Linked DNA regions of Sus scrofa: regions 1, 2 and 4 are each linked to region 3. Evidence: chromatin contacts called from public HiChIP or PLAC-seq and promoter capture Hi-C data. All regions are on one chromosome and are shown on one strand. Each heading gives the region's core, a stretch centred on a gene start, on an enhancer-like site or on the middle of the called end of the contact. The rest is flanking DNA. Distances are from core to core; before and after follow the strand shown.

Region 1 (4,280 bases), core at 640-3,139, 350 kb before region 3:
TATCCTTCCTATATCTGAACAGTGCTCTTTTCACTTTTTCAGATTTGAGATTTCCCATTTTGCAGGAAAAAACTACAGCACTGGAAAGGAAGCTCACTCAAGGTGACCCAGCTAGTTAACCCATCCATTCATTCACTCACTCACTCATTCTCTGACCATTTAAGAGCATACTGTATATCAATTAAAAGCTGAGTAATTTCTCATTCCAAAACCCCTCCAATTAAACCAGTAATGTAAATGGTCTTTAATCCAGGTATGTATTCTTGTATTTAAAAAACACAACAAAGTAGTTCCCATTGTGGTGCAGAAGAAACAATCCAACTAGTATCCATGAGGATATGGGTTTGATCACTGGTCTCGCTCAGTGCGTCAGGGGTCTGGCAATGCCATGAACTGTGGTGTAGGTCGCAGACACCACTTGGATCCCACGTTGCTGTGGCTGTGAAGAAGGCCAGCTGCTGTAGCTCCAATTAGACCCCTAGGCTGAGAACTTTCATATGCTGTTGGGTACAGCCCTAAAAAAAAGCAAAAACAAAAACAAAACTATTCTTGCTGTAATTAGTTTCAAAGGACATCTTCCTAAGCTAGAAATCTAGGACTAGTGGTTAAATAAATTAAAACACTTGCCACTCAAAAGCAACTGACTCAGAAAGAAACTTCCTTTTGAAAGGTGCCATTAAAAAATTACTCCAAGAAAAAAAAAAGCCAAATAAACCCACCTGTGGCTCAAATAAGAGGGGAAGGGGTGGCACATTTATTACAACCAGGAAGTATTTTGTTTCCAAGAATGACTTTCCTGGAGTAATTCAGAAATCATTTCCACCCCGAAGAGGCTACTTTTTCCATTCTAACACTGCCACTTTCCAAAGGGAAGGCTACTACTATGGAAAATCAGGATTCCATGCGCTGGGCTGAGCAAGAGAATATAACTTACTCTTTCACCTGTAACCCATACATCGATACATAAGCCCCCGAAAAACGTGGTCCTCTCTCTGCACCAGGTTTCCAACACAAACATCCCCAAAATAGCAATTTCCATATGACTGAGAAGCCCAAAATTCAGCACTCCCCGCCCCCACTGGCACCACAAGCACACACACAAGCACCAGGAAAACAAGCCCCATCCCCAGTTCAGATACAAACTCCTATCCTGCACTTACTCTCCCCCCAAAAAGGAGAGACCCATTTGGTCACTACCCCACCGCCCTTTCTTGGACGAAATCCCATCAGCAGACAAACCACCTAAACTCCATACCCTTGTCCCACTAGCAGTTCCTTACTCTGCACACCCCGTCCCCACAGGATTTTACCCTCCCCGCCTCCATCCGGGCTCCATTCCCCAGCCCCCTCCCACGACCACCCCTCTTCTAATCACTGTGTCCTCTCTCCTAGCGTTCGTCCCGAAAAGCCACCCGCGTGTCAAGCCCCCTCCACCCACCCACCCTCGTACGGGGCCCAGCTCCCACAACGCGTGGGGGACAGGGTCCCCACCGCGGACCGAGGGACCCGCGAGAGGGGGAGGGGAGCTCAGGGCCGCGCGCATGCGCTCCGAGCGCCGCGGTAGCCGGTCGCCCCTAGGCCCGGAGAGGCCCCAGCCACCGCTGTCGTCCCCCGCCCCCCCACCACCACCGCACATACACGCCGGCCCGGCCTTGGGCTCCGCGCAGGGAAGGATACTTAAAGCCAGCATTTTGGACTGGTAGTCGAAGGCTACCACCTCGCCCTGCAGCCGCTGCTCCTGGCACGTCCGGCACGACACCTGGCTCCCAACGCTGAAGTACTCGCCCGGAGGAGCCGCCATCTTGGGAGAGCAGCCGCGGCCGGCGGCAGCGGCGGCAGCAGCGGGCGAAAGCCGGGCCCCCAGTGAGCGCCGCGCCGCGACGCACGAGGCGTGCTGACGTCACACGCCAGGGCGTGGCCTGGGTTGGGTGGGGCGGGATCCTAGGTGGAAGAGGGTAGACGAGGAAATAAAGAGGAATCTAAATAATTATGTTTGTGCAGCTGCGCCCACTTGGTGAAGTGTTTGCAGGGTCCATTTTAGAAGTTAAAGATAAATGACCTATGTAGAATAAAAAAAGGAAGGAGGAGGGAACTGCAATCTTCATTACGTTCACGCCTAGACGCAAGAGTTTAATGAATGAACTCTGTATTTTACATATGAGGAATCGAAGTCCCAGAAAACTCATCAAAACTTGCTCAAAACGATTATACCTAGTTATAAAGTGGTAGTGGAAAGGACTTTGGCTGTCGAATTGGCTAAACTGGAATCAGTATTCCACTGAGTTATATGACCTTGAGCAAATTATTAAACCTGATCCTGTTTCTTTACTCCGTATGTATTGTCGCTATTGAGCACCCAACAACCCTTCGATGTAGAAGTCAATATTCTCATTTTATAGATGAAGAAACTAAGTCTTAGGCTAAACTTTTTCCAAGGTCGCACAACTAGCAAAGATTCCATCTACCTGTTTCCAAAGAGAGTGCTATTTACTGCTATGCTATATTAGACAATACCTCATAGAGACTTTGGGAGGAGTGGAAGATAAAAAAAATAACGAGTACAAATGCATGGCATGTAGTAGGTCCTTAGTAAATGGTAGTATCTCTGCCATCACCCCTCACCCTTGGAACTCAAAATTCTTCCCCATCTCCGGTCTTGTCCCCTCCTCCAGAAAACCAAGCAAAGAGTGAGGAGCAGTGGTAGGGACAACTGTAGCCATGGAGCAGGAGTTTGGGGCTCCCTATTAATGACTATCTAAGATCAAAAACAATTTTCCTAACGTGTAAGTACCATGCAGATGCATTTTCAAGCCCTACTATTGCAAATTACCATCCCTAACCCATCTACCCCTCCACTATAGAAATTCTGGAGCCTCACGTCTAAATAACAACAGGCAGAGGGAGGGACACAAAGGGCCAGACCTGACACTTCTTAACCTGAACAAAGTTCAAAAATTTTTCCTTGCCTTGCAAGAGCCATCAACTTCCTAATGTTGGGTCAATATTAGTATAATCATTTTAATAGAAATAAACATTCAAATCCCTCATCCTTGCGTTTTTCAGAGAATCTTCATGTCTCCCCCATAAGTCATAAATAACTGCCACTCCACTTTTTATGCAATGTTGTCATTGTTGATTTTCATAAATGGTTGCCAGGCACTGTTAGAAAAAGATTCCTGGAAGAAGTAAAAAATCTGAGACCTGAAGGATAAGCGGCGAAAGAGCGTGGCCATGTTCCAGGCAGAGGGAACTGCAGATGCCAGGACCCCTGAGAGAAGAGAGCTTGGTGATATCAGGCAGCTCAGAAATATCAGGAAACAGTGTGAGACTGGGCTGGTAAAATTTGTGTGGCTAGAGCCCAAGCAAACTTTCAAAGACTTAGGAAATTGAATTTTTTTTTCCTTTGGGGCAATTGAAAAACATTTAGCAAAGGAGTGAAATGAGATTTTTTTTATCTAGCTTCCCTTCCCCACACCGTTTTAATTAGTGAAATTAATCTTTCCAAGAAAAACCCGGATTTACATTTTCATCTTCACCCTTAAAAAACAAAACAAAACACTCTCCAAGAACAAAGTTGCTTGAGGTAGGAAGGAACCACTTCAGCAGTCTCCTCCCACCTCACCTCTGCCTTTAGGCAAGACCTCGCCTGGAATAGCTGAGATTTCTATTTTCTGTGTGTGCTCCTTCAGAGGATTATTCCAATTTTTGTCGTGGGTGTGTGCCCCTCCTCTTCCCTTACCAAGCTAGCTACTATCTCATGGTTTATCTGCCCAGCGGGGTTTTGGAAAGCAAAATGACAAAAGGAGAGGAGCAAGGCAAGCTTAGAACTGGGAGGAAGTGTGACTTAGACTGCTATGTGTAAGCCTTTAGGGACAACTTCTCAAGATCAAGAGGCTTATCTGTCAGCCTCTAAATCAACAGCGTTTGAATTCAAGCAGTGGAGGCTTGAACCGATTAGCCAGCAGTGTGTGCCAACTCAGCCTCCCACTTCAGCGCCCACCGGAGATGCCTAGCTCGATCTCCAGAAGATCTCCAAATATCTTTGGAGGGTAGCGGTAGCGGAGGAGAAAGGTTTGGTCTGGAAGGATCCTGGCCCTAAAAATTACATATCCATCCTCACAGCAGCAAAGGAAGGACCCTGGGCGCGTCACCGACCCTCAGGTTAGTCTGTCCCTTGACCCGGAACAGCAGCGGCAGTGGCCTCTTACGCTGATGCCCACGTGCCGGCAACAGCAGCCACGTGGGGATCTGCGGAAACGCCTTCGCAAAGATTTGTCCCC
Region 2 (4,080 bases), core at 688-3,187, 300 kb before region 3:
GGGAGGCTGGCACAGAGCTAACATTTCTCATTCCTTGCCGCCAGCCAGCCCCCCCCCCCAGATAAACTGCACCTGGTATCTGTCTGTCTGGCCCCTGGCATGCACACATATTCCCAGGATAGAATGGAGATGCTGGGGGCCCACCCCTCTAACTCAGAGACCCCCCCACACCTGCCTTGTCTGGACATAGCCCAGATCCAAGTCCAAGGGGGAGACAGAGCAAAGAGAGGAATCAAGAAGAGGCAAGACGCAAACCAAGAGCTCCCCAAGCTTGAATTTACAAGGTACAGGAAGGAGGTTAAGACTGAAATGAAAAAGCAGGCAGCCCCCTACGTGGCTCATCCACCATCCCCAGCCCAGCCCAGCCCAACCCAACCCAGCATCTCAACAGCCAGCACAGGTTCAGGATCCCTGGTACCTGGAACTCAGACTGAGGACCCTCCAAACCTGAGGAGGCCCAGGGCAGGATCCAGCCCCAGGCCCCAGTCCTGCAAAGTAGGCTGGTTAGGGGTCCTTCTGGCTAAAAGTCCTGAACCTCCCATCCTCTGCCTCCTTTTGTTCCTATGTTCTGACTCCATCTTTCCCTCCCAGTTGGACCCTGAACCCAGTCACCACGAGCATCACTTCCAATCGTCAAAGCTAATTCCAGGCCCCTGAAGCACAGTGGTCACTGTCAGAGTCGTGGCTCACTTGAGCACCCCCAAAAGCAACTGCAGCTGCTAACCTCCCTCTTTTGGGACACATCTCATCTCAGAAGGCCAACAGGGACTATCAGGTGGTCACCTCCTCCCCCCAGAGGGGTGCTCCCACCTTCCCCTCCACCCCACTCCACCAACCAGACTCCCAGATTAATTACTTATTACCCCATCAGGTCTCATCTTCCCCAGGGCCCCAGGGAAGGGTGGGGTTGGGAAGCAGCCTCCCCCAAGTTAAAAGGCACAGGCAGTGTTTCTGCCTCCATGAGACACAGATCCAGGATGAAAAACGGGGGGCATCCACCCCAGACAAGTAGGGGGAGCTTTCATCTCCCAGCTTCCTCACTCGGGTTCCAGGGTGTCAGACAGGAGAAGAGGGTGGGAACAAACGCAATAACACCTCAAGGGGGAGGGAATGAGAATAATGGGAGAGAGAAGTAAGGTGGGCCCGCAGGCCCCCTCCTCCGGCACAGAAGTCAAGGACACAGAATCGAGGATACCTTCTGAGGTATGGGGAGAAGCGCTGCGGGGTGGGCAGCGCCCCTCACCTCAGAGTACCAAGAAAGGGTGTCCAGCGAAGAGGGGTCGACACAGAATCCGGCTGCAAGGCTCAAGTCGCTCTGCAACGCACCACGCGCCGCCCGGGAGAGGGCAAATCCGACTGCCCCGGCCGGTCTCCCAGCCATTCGGGGGTGTGGGTCGCGGGAAGATGGGCCCCTCCCTTACCTGCAGGGAAGGCGCCCCTACCTGGGAGGGGCTGGGAGGGGCGCGCGCAGTAGCCCCGAGGCCCGGCTCCCGGGCCGGTGATGCTCCCAGGGGGCGCCGGCTGGCACCCGGGCGCCAGGAGGAAGGAAGGGGGGCGCGGAGCGCGGCGCGCGCGCGGGGAGCCCGCGGGCAGCGACGGCTGGAGGAGGGGGCGCCGCGTCGCGTCCGGGGGGCTGGGGGGAAGTGGGATCGGGGGTGGTGCAGCGCGCTCACCCCCTGCGGCTCGAGCTCCGGCTTCGCAGGCGGCGGCGGCAGCAGCGGCGGCGGCAGCAGCGGCAGCGCCTCCTCGACGGCTCCTCCATCTTTGCGGCAGCTCCTCCGGCTCCGCTCGCCGCCGCCACCAACAACAACATTCGGAGACGTCACTCCCGTCACGTGATCCGACCCAGCGCTAAAAATAGACCCAGACCCCCCCAGTTTCAGCCACCACCAACCCCTCCCCTCCTTCTCGGCCCTCCCCGCGGGGCGGGGCCAACAGCGCCACCGTGACAGCTTCTTAAAGAGCCAATACACAGCCAAGGGTTGGGCTGGGGAAGGGGAGGAAGGCAAGGGATCGGAGCCCCGTGAGTAGTGGTGGAAGGATTGCTGCGGGGGTACAGGTCTGGCTGCTAGGGGCTCAGCCTTTGGGATGCACGCTTTTCCTCTGCGCTGTCTCCACTTCCTTTTCGAACCGTGGATGGTGCAATCGCTGCCTGCCTGAGCTTCTCCTTAACACGCCCTCCCGCCTTGGGGGAGGGGAACTGGGGATGGATTCCTAGGGGCTGGGAGGGCTGTGGAGGCCCCACCTTGGGGGCCAGGCTGAGAGCGGATGGCTGGGACAGGTCCCGAACCCGCCGCCATCGACACCAGCTCCGACCTCACACACTAAATCTGTGCCAAGGGGAGAAAAAAAAAAAAAATACTGGGAAGAACCAGGGTACAGTTGTAAGAGTCCAAGGCCTTCAAAAGGAAGACTTCCGGTCCCTGGCTTCAGTGCCACCCTGTTCCACAGCACTACTTAGGACACAGTATATGTGATAGACCCTAGATGGTTTGTCAGTGACCTAGTAATTTCACTAACGAAAATGTATTCCAGGGAAATAAACATTGTGCTCAAAAGTGAGTATAGAAGGAAAGAGATTCCTTATAATCCTGTGAAAAGTTGGAAACAACCTAAATAGCAGCAGCTGGGATTGGCGAATAAACCTGGGCACATCCATTCAGTGGAATACTTTCCAGACATTAAAAAATGATATGTCTATATTGACCTGAAAAGATCCGCATGATATATTGTGTTCTTGAAAATCAGGAATCAAATAAGTACTACAGAATTGTTCCATTTACTGTAAATGCCAAAAAACTAGACCCATATGTCTGAATATGTATGCATATTAAAAAGCCTTTAAGAATATATACCAGGGGAGTTCCCGTCGAGGCGCAGTGGTTAATGAATCCAACTTGGAACCATGAGGTTGTGGGTTCGATCCCTGGCCTTGCTCAGTGGGTTAAGGATCCGGTGTGGCCATGAGCTGTGGTGTAGGCTGCAGACGCGGCTCGGATCCTGTGTGCTGTGGCTCTGGCGTAGGCCGGTGGCTACAGCTCCGATTGGACTCCTAGCCTGGGAACCTCCATATGCCATGGGAGCGGCCCTAGAAAAGGCAAAAAAAGAAGACACACACACAAAAAAAGAATATATAGCAAAATATTTACCTTTGCTTTCTTTTTAATCTTTTTCTGTATATCTGAAATTTTGTAACTATCATGTATTATTCATCTAATCAGAAAAAGTGAATATATTGGCGTTCCCACGGTGGCAGAGTGGGTTAAGGATCCGGCTTGTCCCTGTGGAGGTGCCCATTTGACCCCCAGCACAGTGGGTTAAGGATGGAGAGTCTCTGCAACTGTGGCGTAGGTCACAGCTCCTGCTTGGAACTTCCATATGCTGTGGGAGCAGCTGAAAAAGAAAAAAGGAAGGAAGGAAATACATAAATGTTTCTGTAATAAATGATAAAAGTTCTTCCTACAAAGTATCTCATGAACCAGTCCCACCCATCTTCATCCTTGCCCCTTGTCTGCAGCCACATCATCCCTCACTTGAGATGCTGTAGCTGCTTCTCCAACCAATCCACTTCCTGCATTCATCCCAGACTTCTCCCAAAGCCAAAATAACCTTTTTTAGAACATAAATCTAATCAAGGGAGAGCTTAAAGGCTTTCCAGTGTTGTCACTGAAATCTATATCTGGCCCAGAAAGGTGGTTTTTAAACTTTAGGGAGTTACTGTTGTGGCTCAGCAGGTTAAGAACCTGGCTAATACCCATGAGGATGCAGGTTCAACCCCTGGCCTCGATCAGTGGGTTAAGGTTCTGGTGTTTCTGCAAGCTGTTGCATAGGTTGCAGAGGCAGCTTCGATCGGAATTGCTGTGGTGCGGCTAGGAATTCCATATGCTGCAGATACAGCCCTAAAGAGGAAAAAAAAAAATTTAGGGTGCTTGAAAATGCCGATTCCTAAATCCCACTGGCAGAGCTTGTTTTTCAGTGGTGATGGGCCCGGAATTTTCTTTTTTTTTTTTTTTTTTTTGTCTTTTTTGTCTTTTTTGCTATTTCTTGGGCCACTCCCGCGGCATATGGAGGTTCCCAGGC
Region 3 (4,741 bases), core at 1,590-4,089:
CAAACTCCCCAAACTTTGCACTTGGTGGTAAACTGGCAAAGAATAAAATTCTACAATTCTAAATTATCTTGCCAAAATGTGACAGAAAGGCAAAGACAGTGATAGTCATCTAGAACTCACCAGAAAAGGTGCACAGAAAAATTTCCAGTGCTACAAGATCTGTTTAAAGCAACAGCATCTGTGCACTTTGTTTGGAAACCTACTCTGGATTTGTTTTCAAGTGTACTCCATAGCGTCATCTCATTTATCACTTAAAACCTTAAAAGGAGGCCACAGTTAATTCTGAATAGCCTGACCTTGAACAATGTTTCAAATACTCTATATACAGAAGCATCTTTTCTCTCCAATTTTTTTTTTTTTTTTGTCTTTTTGCCATTTTCTTGGGCCGCTCTCGCATATGGAGGGTCCCAGGCTAGGGGTCGAATCGGAGCTGTAGCCACCGGCCTACGCCAGAGCCTCAGCAACGCGGGATCCGAGCCGCGTCTGCAACCTACACCACAGCTCACGGCAACCGGATCGTTAACCCACTGAGCAAGGGAAGGGATCGAACCCGAAACCTCATGGTTCCTAGTCGGGTTCATTAACCACTGCGCCACGACGGGAACTCCTCTCCAATAATTTTAAATCAAGTAACATCACTAATGAAAATCAATCTACATTTTCCCCTACATTAAAACATCCATGAAAAAATAGTACTTTTAAGTATTTTTAAGTAAGTGATTTTCAGAAATGTTAGCACAATTAATAGAAAGTTCTAACATTCTGTAATTATCTAAAAGGTTTTTATTACCAACACCGTATTTACCCACAATACTAGGATGTCTGAATTTAAAAAAACCAACATTTACCTGGCTGACACAATATAGTAGGAATTGGGTATTCCAACTTAAAAGCAATAAATAAAATACATGTAGTATCTTCAAAGAATTACCAAGCAACCAAAAGCAGGTCTCCACTAAAGCAACAGAAAAGAGAATCATTTTACTTGGAAAAAAAAAAAAAATAGAGGTTTTCTCGATTTTTTCAGGTGACCACATTCATACTCTGCTCTCCAGTTTTCAAAAACTGTCAAGGCCCTGCAAATCCTGTTTAAGACTGCTGAAATCCTGTGGCTGACAAACACAAAACTTAATTGTCCATATTATCTATTTTCAATTTTACTAAGTGACCTTCAAATTACCTCCTCTTAAAAGTATTTGAGGGTTTTAGTTGTCACCCGTCTCTTTAAAAACTACCAATAAACCCCACACATCCTGCAGCTTACTCATGTTTTATGGTGCTCCCTAAAAACAAAACCAAACCCACCACCTTTTCCAGAGATCATGTCCCAGGGAAACGGCTAATATGAACTACTTCAAACTTCCCTGGACTTGCATAATATCTTCAAACACCTTGAGATCTTGTGTAGTGCTGCAGCTATACAGCAGGCGCCTGATCACAAGGCTTTTCGACAGCCCCCAGATCCCTTACTGCTGCTGCAAAACTTCTCATTTAGCGTTCTATGCATTAGACTGTTAACAGTGTTGGCTGAACTGCTTTACCTGTTTATTTACCAACCCAATCTTCCCGGGGAATTCAAACCATTTCAAACTGCCTTTTGAAACCAAACTAGAATATCCCCGTGTTGCTGAGAAAGATCTGCAGCGGGATAAAAACTTGAGTTCGGTTGTTCATCCCCAGACCCAAACTGCTGTTGCTGGGATATGCGGTAGTAATGCAGTGGTTTCTTTGAGACTCTGAGGATGTCTTTTACCCTAGAAAGAGCCCATCTCTACCAAATGCCCTTTAGTCGCAGAGATTTCTGCGGTAACAATGCTCAACAGGAAGGTATTCGAAACAGCCGAAAGACGTGTTGTTCTCATTTGGCCTTTATTTTTTCCTCCATAACGCCTGCCATGGCAAGGACATTTTTCCAGACAACATTTGCAACTTTGGAAAGAAAAATCAAGCCTTTGATACTAGTCATCATCTGCTTGTAAAGTCCGTTATCATGACGCTTCTTACAAATCGCTCAAGGTAGGATTTGGGGCTAAGCTTACATCGACCATCTTCCAAGCTGTTTTGCAAGGCCAATTAACGGCCTAATGACAACAACAACATTTCGCCCAGGAAAATCTCATTGTGTGACTAACCAAGAAGGCATCTGATAAATAAAGCCCCTTTTTTCCGGGCAAGGAAATGATAAAATAGACAATGAAAGGGATTTATTTGTTACAGTGAGGAAAGAGGGAGAAGAACCCCAAGAAGAGCCGTACGAGCAAAATCCAGGGGTTCGGGAGCCCTGGTTTCAGCAACACTCGCCCCAAGCCCTCTGACCCCCACCCCACCCCCCCTTTGCCTCTGGGAGCCAACCTAGCGCCCGCACACGCCCGGCACACCCGAGGGCAGCACAGCCCCCCACTCAGCCGCCAGGCTGGGGCTCCCAAAGCCGCAGCCGGAACAGACCGAGGCCGCAAACCCTGCCGCCTGAATTAAGAGGTAAGAATACGAGCTGAGAGGAGATGCGGCCTCGCCTCAAGCTTAGGAGGCCCCTGGAGGAATCGGACGCGGGAGAAAAGGGAGCCGGTTCGGAAGCCGGAGCAGAACGGGGGGGTGGGGGTGGAGAGCTGGGAGCAGGGGATGAGGAGGTTCTGGCGCGGCCAGCGCCTTCCCCGGATCCTCGGCGACGCCCGTGTTTACCTGAAAGTCTCGGTCCTCGTTGAAGCGGGAGAAGCGGTCCGCCATTTTGCCGCCTTCACTCCTCTCAGGACGACGCTCTACGGTTCGCTCCGTCCCTCCCGCGACACCCGCCCCCTCGCTCCCCTCCCCTGTTCCCCGCCTCCTCCCACGCCCACCCGCGCGCGCAGGCGAGGGAGGGAGGGAGCGAGATTGCGCGTCCCGACCCGAGCCCCGCTGGCGCAGGCGCCCTTCTGCCCCAGGGGCGGAACCTCCCCTCACGTCCCCGCTCCGCGCGCGACCCAGAGCGACCCCCGGCGGCCGCGCGTGCGCACTCGCAGCGGAGGCCTGCATGCGCTTCCGGAGAGAAAGGTCAAGAGGGGGCGCCGCTCGCTTGGGTGCGGATGTTTTCCACCTGCTCGTTTCTCCCAGTAGGGAGATGTCTTCTTGCCCTCTTGCTTGCCTAGGAACGCAGAAGCCCATCCTCTGCTTTCTTCACCAAATAAGAGCATAATGTAGTGGCTGAAAGCGCGGATTTTGGACCCAGACTATTAGGTTCGAATCCCGGTTCACTCTGAGGATTGAGTGGCGAACGAGACAGGAAAGATCTCTTCTCTCATAGTGCTTACAGGGAAAACCAGATAAATAATAAAATAATTACATAATTTTAAAAATTAACGAGTGCTACCAAAAAACCAAAAAGGCAACAAGAGCAAAAAACCAGACTGGTCATGAGAAGAACGCCCTCTGAAAAGACCTTTGACCAAGGAACAGAAAGGGGCCCGGCAGCCTTGGAGCACTCAAAGGGCCAATGACTACTAATAACGTGACATTTTCTAACGATCATTAGAGAGAAGTATTTCCCAAGAGACCAAAGTCTATTCAAATCAACTACAGCCCTCTGGGCTTCAGCTTCCATTTAAAAAAAAAAAAAAGGAAATTGAATTCAGTAATCTCTACTGCCCCTGCCTAGCACTGACTTTGTATGAGTTATGAATCAGATTTTTCCATCTTTTGACCTTCCTGAGCACCCCACCCAGCCCTCCAGCTCCCTTAGCCAAAATACATAAAACCATAAGAAAGACAGCTGGACTTGCCTGCTTTTCCAAAGAGTAGCTGATGGAAATCCCACGGTGGAAAAATGACTCTTTCTCTACCTGAGAATCAAAATGAAGGTAATTTTTTGGAAAGAATGTGTGTATCTTCTATTCTTTTGTCACACTTTGCCTCACCCAACTCCTAGTCCAAGAATATAGTTCTAAGCAGTGAAAAGAGCTGCCTCTTTGTATAAGGAGAGGCAGAACACTCAGAATTTAAACATTGTGAAATGACTTGTGCATAAATGTGGCAACCTGAATCCCATGGATACACAAAACACATTTACCTCTTCTCCTCTTAACCCCACTAAAATGACATTTAAAGGATAAAGTCATAGGGAGTTCCCATTGTGGTTCAGTGGGTTAAGAACCCAGCTAGTATCCATGAGGATGTGAGTTCGATCCCTGGCCTTGCTCAATGGGTTAAGGATCCAGCGTTGCTGTGAGCTATGGTGTAGGTTGCAGACCTGGCTCTGATCCCAAGTTGCTGTGGCTTTGGTGTAGGCTAGCAGCTGCAGTGCCAATTCGACCCCTAGCCTGGGAACTTCCATATGCCACAAGTGCAGCAATGAAGAGAAAAGAAAAAAAAAAAAAAAAAAGGACTAGTTACGAGGCAGTTCAAGGGGCTGTTAGACTCTAGTCCCACCCAGGTAGCAAACTGGGAGGGTTCTCCTCTGAAAAGGCTGAACCACAGAGGCATCAACATATGTGTCACAGCTAAGGAGGGAGCCATCATGCTGAAAATGGGAAGATTTGGTAAAAGGCAACCTTCTTGTCAGAGAGCAGGTCTTCTCCTGGCAAGAGACTATAGGATCCCTCTCTGAGAAACTGAATGGCTTAGTGAGAAAAAACATACACATACCAAAACTAGGAGTGAGGAGTGGGGTCTCCTCAAGATAAGATCTTGTTCCTGCCCATGTATCCCATAGAGAAGTCCATCATTCAGGTAGCCCCATCCCATCCACAGAGCTCTCCCACTCAGCTCTTGA
Region 4 (4,044 bases), core at 98-2,597, 390 kb before region 3:
TGGGCAGGTAGAGCAGAGATAGATAACTCTTTTTATCAGAAGTGAAAAGTGAGGCCCTGAAGGGTTAATAAAGTCGTCCAAGGTCCTACACAAAGTAAGCGGCAGAACCCAGATGCCAAGCATTGCCCCCCCTCCCCACCCCAGTTCTGCTCCCTTGAATCCCAGTGTTCTTTCTGGTGTACAGTATAGTCTGTTCCACAAAGTAACCACTGATCTCACTGTCCTGCAGCTATTCACACATCTGCCTCCCCTACTGGACTGACAGTCCATTCCTTGAGGGTAGTGCCTTAGTCCAGGCTTTTCTCCAAGCATGTAGTGCCTAGCACAGGTTCTGGCATTTACAGGCTTAAATGCTGCCCTAGGATTAATTAAATTTCATAAAATCAGATGGTCAGATCAGATATTTCAAAGGTCCTTTTTGTCCTATGAGTCTGAGATAACAGACTACATCCTAAACCAAGGATTTAAATGTAAATGTAATGCCAACTGTGGTGTAACTTTGGGAAAGTCTGTTTCCCACCTCTGGACCTCAGTTTCCACACTTTGAAAGGCAGGCTTGTGTGGTCTCTAAATCCTTCTGTTCTGCGATCTGTGATAATCTCTACAAGCCTGGGGTTCCGCCTTCTCAGGCTTCACCCAACTGTGCCGGGCACTGGCTCCTCGTCATCCCAGCGAGGTCCCATCTAGGGCCGAGGTGCTCACCTTCAGCCAGTCCCCGTAGTGGACGTAGCCCCCGATGTAGGCGGCGTAGGTGCTAACGGCCAGCTGGAGTGCGGCTCCCAGCGCGAACCAGCGCCGCTTCACTCCAAAGGACATGAAGCTAGCGCACAGCACGGCCGCCCCCATGTCGAAGTACAGGTAGGGCACTGGGATGTCGGGCTTCCTGTGAGCCGGGAGGTGGGAAGGAACAAGGACAGAATGAAGCAAAGAATGAAGCGGGAAGAGCCTCGGGACACCCTGAGCTCCCGCAAGCTCCACTGCTTCCCCAAACCAGAGCCCCCCTCATGGCTAGGACCCCGCACTACCCTCGCTACCCACCTTGCTCCAGACCAGAGTCCCTAACAAGTTTGAGGCCCCAAATCCCCCCCAGTACAAGCGTCCCAACTTTCTGGGCCCCGACTTCTTCCCCACCTCACCGCACCCCCGTTCCTGAGACGGGCCGGACAGCCCCCACCACGTTCAGCGACCGCGCGGAGCCGCTCACCGGCGCGCCTCGGCCCTCTCAGCGTACAGCATGAGCTGGCTGAAGCAGCCCCAGAAGGGGCAGCGTGTGAGCAACACGGAACCCAGCTGCATGATCAGCTGCAGCATCCACCGTCGCGAACCCATCTTCGACGCCATCTTGAAGAAGGGCAGTCCGCCGCGGCCTCACCCCGGCCAGGGAGGTGGGTGAGGGCAATGCAACGCGCAACTTCCGGGCCTCGCGAGGGTTTTTTTTCCCCTTCCGTCGGGAAACAAAGCTCTCTTTCTCTAGTTCTGGACCGAGGGAAGTGTTCTAGCTGCGGGGTTCAGCCTTAACTTCTGCCCACTGAGGCTTAAGGGCCCCTTCGTGTAGCTGTAAAATTGAAAATTAGAGTAGAAAAAGGAACAGTAAACGAACTAACTTTTGAATGCATCTAAACCTGGGCTCCAACCCTATCGCCTTACACTTCACAAGATATATCTGGGAAAGGGGGACAGTGCTGGTCCTAGCACATGGCGGGTTCAATAGTGTACACACACACACACAACCCCCACACCAGAGGAAACCCTCTGCTTCTGCTTAAGTTCAAAGTAGGAGGGTCTTCTAAGAGCCACTCCTGAGAAGTCTGGCCCTGGTCTGCACTTCTGCTGTCCCCTGAGAGAAGAGAGCGCGCTGATGTGGACATGAGACATCTCAATCAGTGTGTTTTTCTCCAGCTCGGTGCTCCCACTCTAGCCCAAACCACCACCTTTTGTCAGTTTAACTGCAGTAGGCTTCCACCGGTCTTCCCCACTTCTTTGTTTTCAGCTCCTCGGTGTTTTGCTTTTTCTTTTTTCCTCTTTCTAGGGCCACACCCAGCAGCATACGGAATTTCCTGGGCCAGGGGTGCTGCGCCCGCTTTTGCAGAAACACCAGGTCCTTAACCTACTAGGCCACAGGGGGAACGCCTCGGCTCGCCCATTTTATGTTCTCATAACCATCAGGCACCCTTCCTTTGATTCACTTGATATATTGGCAATTATATACTTGTGATTTTTTTGTTTGTTAATGACTAGATTAACACTAGATTGTGAGCTCCATGAGGGCAAGGATAACATCTCCTTTTTTTACTATTATATCCTCAGGGCCTAGGAAGATGCATTCATGAATTGTGTGCTGCATAGATAAATAAACACAAGGTGTTACCACTACGTTTTGTCTCAGTAATTATGTGTTGAATAAATAAGCAAAAGTTCTGGGCACTCTGGGATTGCCACCACAACGCTACCCCTACCTATCTTCCTCCACCCCCACCCTGCAACATATAAATTCATCTTCTAATACTGAAGTTAAGACTACAAGTACTTCCATTAGGCCTTTTAATTTGGGAAATCTGTTTCCATTTCCCTGGGGGTAGTGAAGGGAAGAGGGCTGGTGTCCAAATAACATTTCTGACAATGTGAATTTAAAATTCACCATCATGGGAGTTCCTGCTGTGGCACGGTGGGTTAAACTCAGGCATTGCCACAGCTGTGATGCAGGTCACAGCTTCGGCTTGGATTTGATCCCTGGCCCAAAGAACTTCCAAGGGTGCAGCCAAAAAAGAAAAAAAAAAAAAAATATATATATATATATATAATTTATATGTAACATATAAACTATTATATCATGAAACTATATTTATATTTGCTTGTGTTCTAATTATATGATCATATTATGATTTTATTGTATGTTATATTTATATTTATATTAATATAACATAAAATAAAGTTTCCAATCAGCCAGTGAAAGCTAGACAACAAAACACCTTTTCACATCTAGTTTTCTTACAGTCACTAGAATACGGGATTCCCTTGTGGCTCAGCAGGTTAAAGACCCAGTGTTGTCCTGCTGCAGTGACACAAGTTCGATCCCTGACTCAGAAACTTCCATTTGCCACAGGTACTACCGAAACAAAACAAAACAAACTCACTAGGATGCCTGGGTATATCAGAAAGAATGCTGAGAAAGAGATCTACCCATGCAGAAAGCTAGGGAATGAGAGTGTGTGATCGCTGGGATTGGGGTCGGGATAGGAGTGGGAAATCTCCAGGCACTGAGAATGAAAAGACTGGGTTAAAAGTCGTTTTGCCTACTTCCTCCCTCCACCCCCCCCCCCAGGGACAACCACATAAGACAAGTTTTTTCACCAAAATACAGGCACATAGTGCAGAATCAACTTTCCAGTTGGTTTTCTTTTTCTAATCTCCTCACCCATCCCCAATTCAAATGCAACAAGATACACAGCCCTCAAGAAGGAGCTAAGGTGCTGAGACCTGGGATAGTTTATGTCCACAAAATAGTTCCAGGAACAATACCCTTACCTCACCCCAGCCCCATCATAATTTTTCTGATCAAGTCCCCAGCAGCAGAGGCCAGGGACATATGAGAGGAGGGGGAAGGAGATTCAGATCAATGAAATCTTCCTTGTACCCATCCCACCCCAGCTCCCTCCAGTCTTCAGCCTCTGCCTCTTAGTGCTCTCTTCCCCACAGCAGTGTTGAAGACTAGGGGCCAGATCCCTCTTCTAGGGCCGGGAGAGATGACGGCATTGTGCTAGGTCAGAGGGATATAGGTGAGGGAGGGGTGGTGGGTCCTAAGCCCCAAGATGAACACAATCATCTCTCTCTCTCCTCCTGTCATTCCTCCCACCTGGTCTGGCAGACAACTGAGCCCCAAAGACACCGAAGGACCATCCCTCTTCCAGCTGCCTCTCTAGAGGGCTCCCCTGCTCCCCAGTTCCTCTGGGGCCCTGCTTGTACTTGCACTCAGCCATGTCCACGGCCACAGCCAGTGACCGGCATGATGCCTATGATACCCAGCAGAGTAGTAGCTGTCTTGAC

What was found. Promoter capture Hi-C pulls out the DNA fragments that hold promoters and counts their contacts. HiChIP or PLAC-seq counts read pairs in DNA pulled down with a chosen protein or histone mark.
Region 1: a promoter capture Hi-C map of liver shows a contact between it and region 3, with 3 times the contacts expected there. The contact joins the promoter of LSM12 here to the promoter of GPATCH8 in region 3. A contact is called at or near these places in 1 of 5 promoter capture datasets (liver), 1 of 47 Hi-C or Micro-C datasets (embryonic fibroblasts) and 1 of 2 datasets of contacts at active chromatin or transcription factors (alveolar macrophages).
Region 2: an H3K27ac HiChIP or PLAC-seq map of alveolar macrophages shows a contact between it and region 3. The contact joins the promoter of C12H17orf53 here to the promoter of GPATCH8 in region 3. A contact is called at or near these places in 1 of 47 Hi-C or Micro-C datasets (liver) and 1 of 2 datasets of contacts at active chromatin or transcription factors (alveolar macrophages).
Region 4: a promoter capture Hi-C map of fetal liver shows a contact between it and region 3, with 4 times the contacts expected there. The contact joins the promoter of TMEM101 here to the promoter of GPATCH8 in region 3. A contact is called at or near these places in 2 of 5 promoter capture datasets (fetal liver and liver) and 1 of 2 datasets of contacts at active chromatin or transcription factors (alveolar macrophages).

Annotation. Positions count from the first base shown.
Region 1 is chr12:19,126,239-19,130,518 of Sscrofa11.1, reverse strand. LSM12 (protein LSM12 homolog) reads right to left here and starts at 1,889. Exons shown (of 5, transcript XM_021066900.1): 1 at 1,678-1,889. The coding sequence starts at 1,801. It overlaps G6PC3 (glucose-6-phosphatase 3), which reads left to right and starts at 4,228. Exons shown (of 7, transcript XM_003131354.4): 1 at 4,228-4,280.
Region 2 is chr12:19,075,734-19,079,813 of Sscrofa11.1, reverse strand. C12H17orf53 reads left to right here and starts at 1,937. Exons shown (of 11, transcript XM_021066897.1): 1 at 1,937-2,023. HDAC5 (histone deacetylase 5) reads right to left here and starts at 1,904. Exons shown (of 27, transcript XM_021066892.1): 1 at 1,674-1,904.
Region 3 is chr12:18,774,602-18,779,342 of Sscrofa11.1, reverse strand. It overlaps GPATCH8 (G patch domain-containing protein 8), which reads right to left and starts at 2,839. Exons shown (of 8, transcript XM_021066861.1): 1 at 2,680-2,839. The coding sequence starts at 2,724.
Region 4 is chr12:19,162,936-19,166,979 of Sscrofa11.1, reverse strand. TMEM101 (transmembrane protein 101) reads right to left here and starts at 1,347. Exons shown (of 4, transcript NM_001244685.1): 1 at 1,205-1,347; 2 at 703-883. The coding sequence starts at 1,341.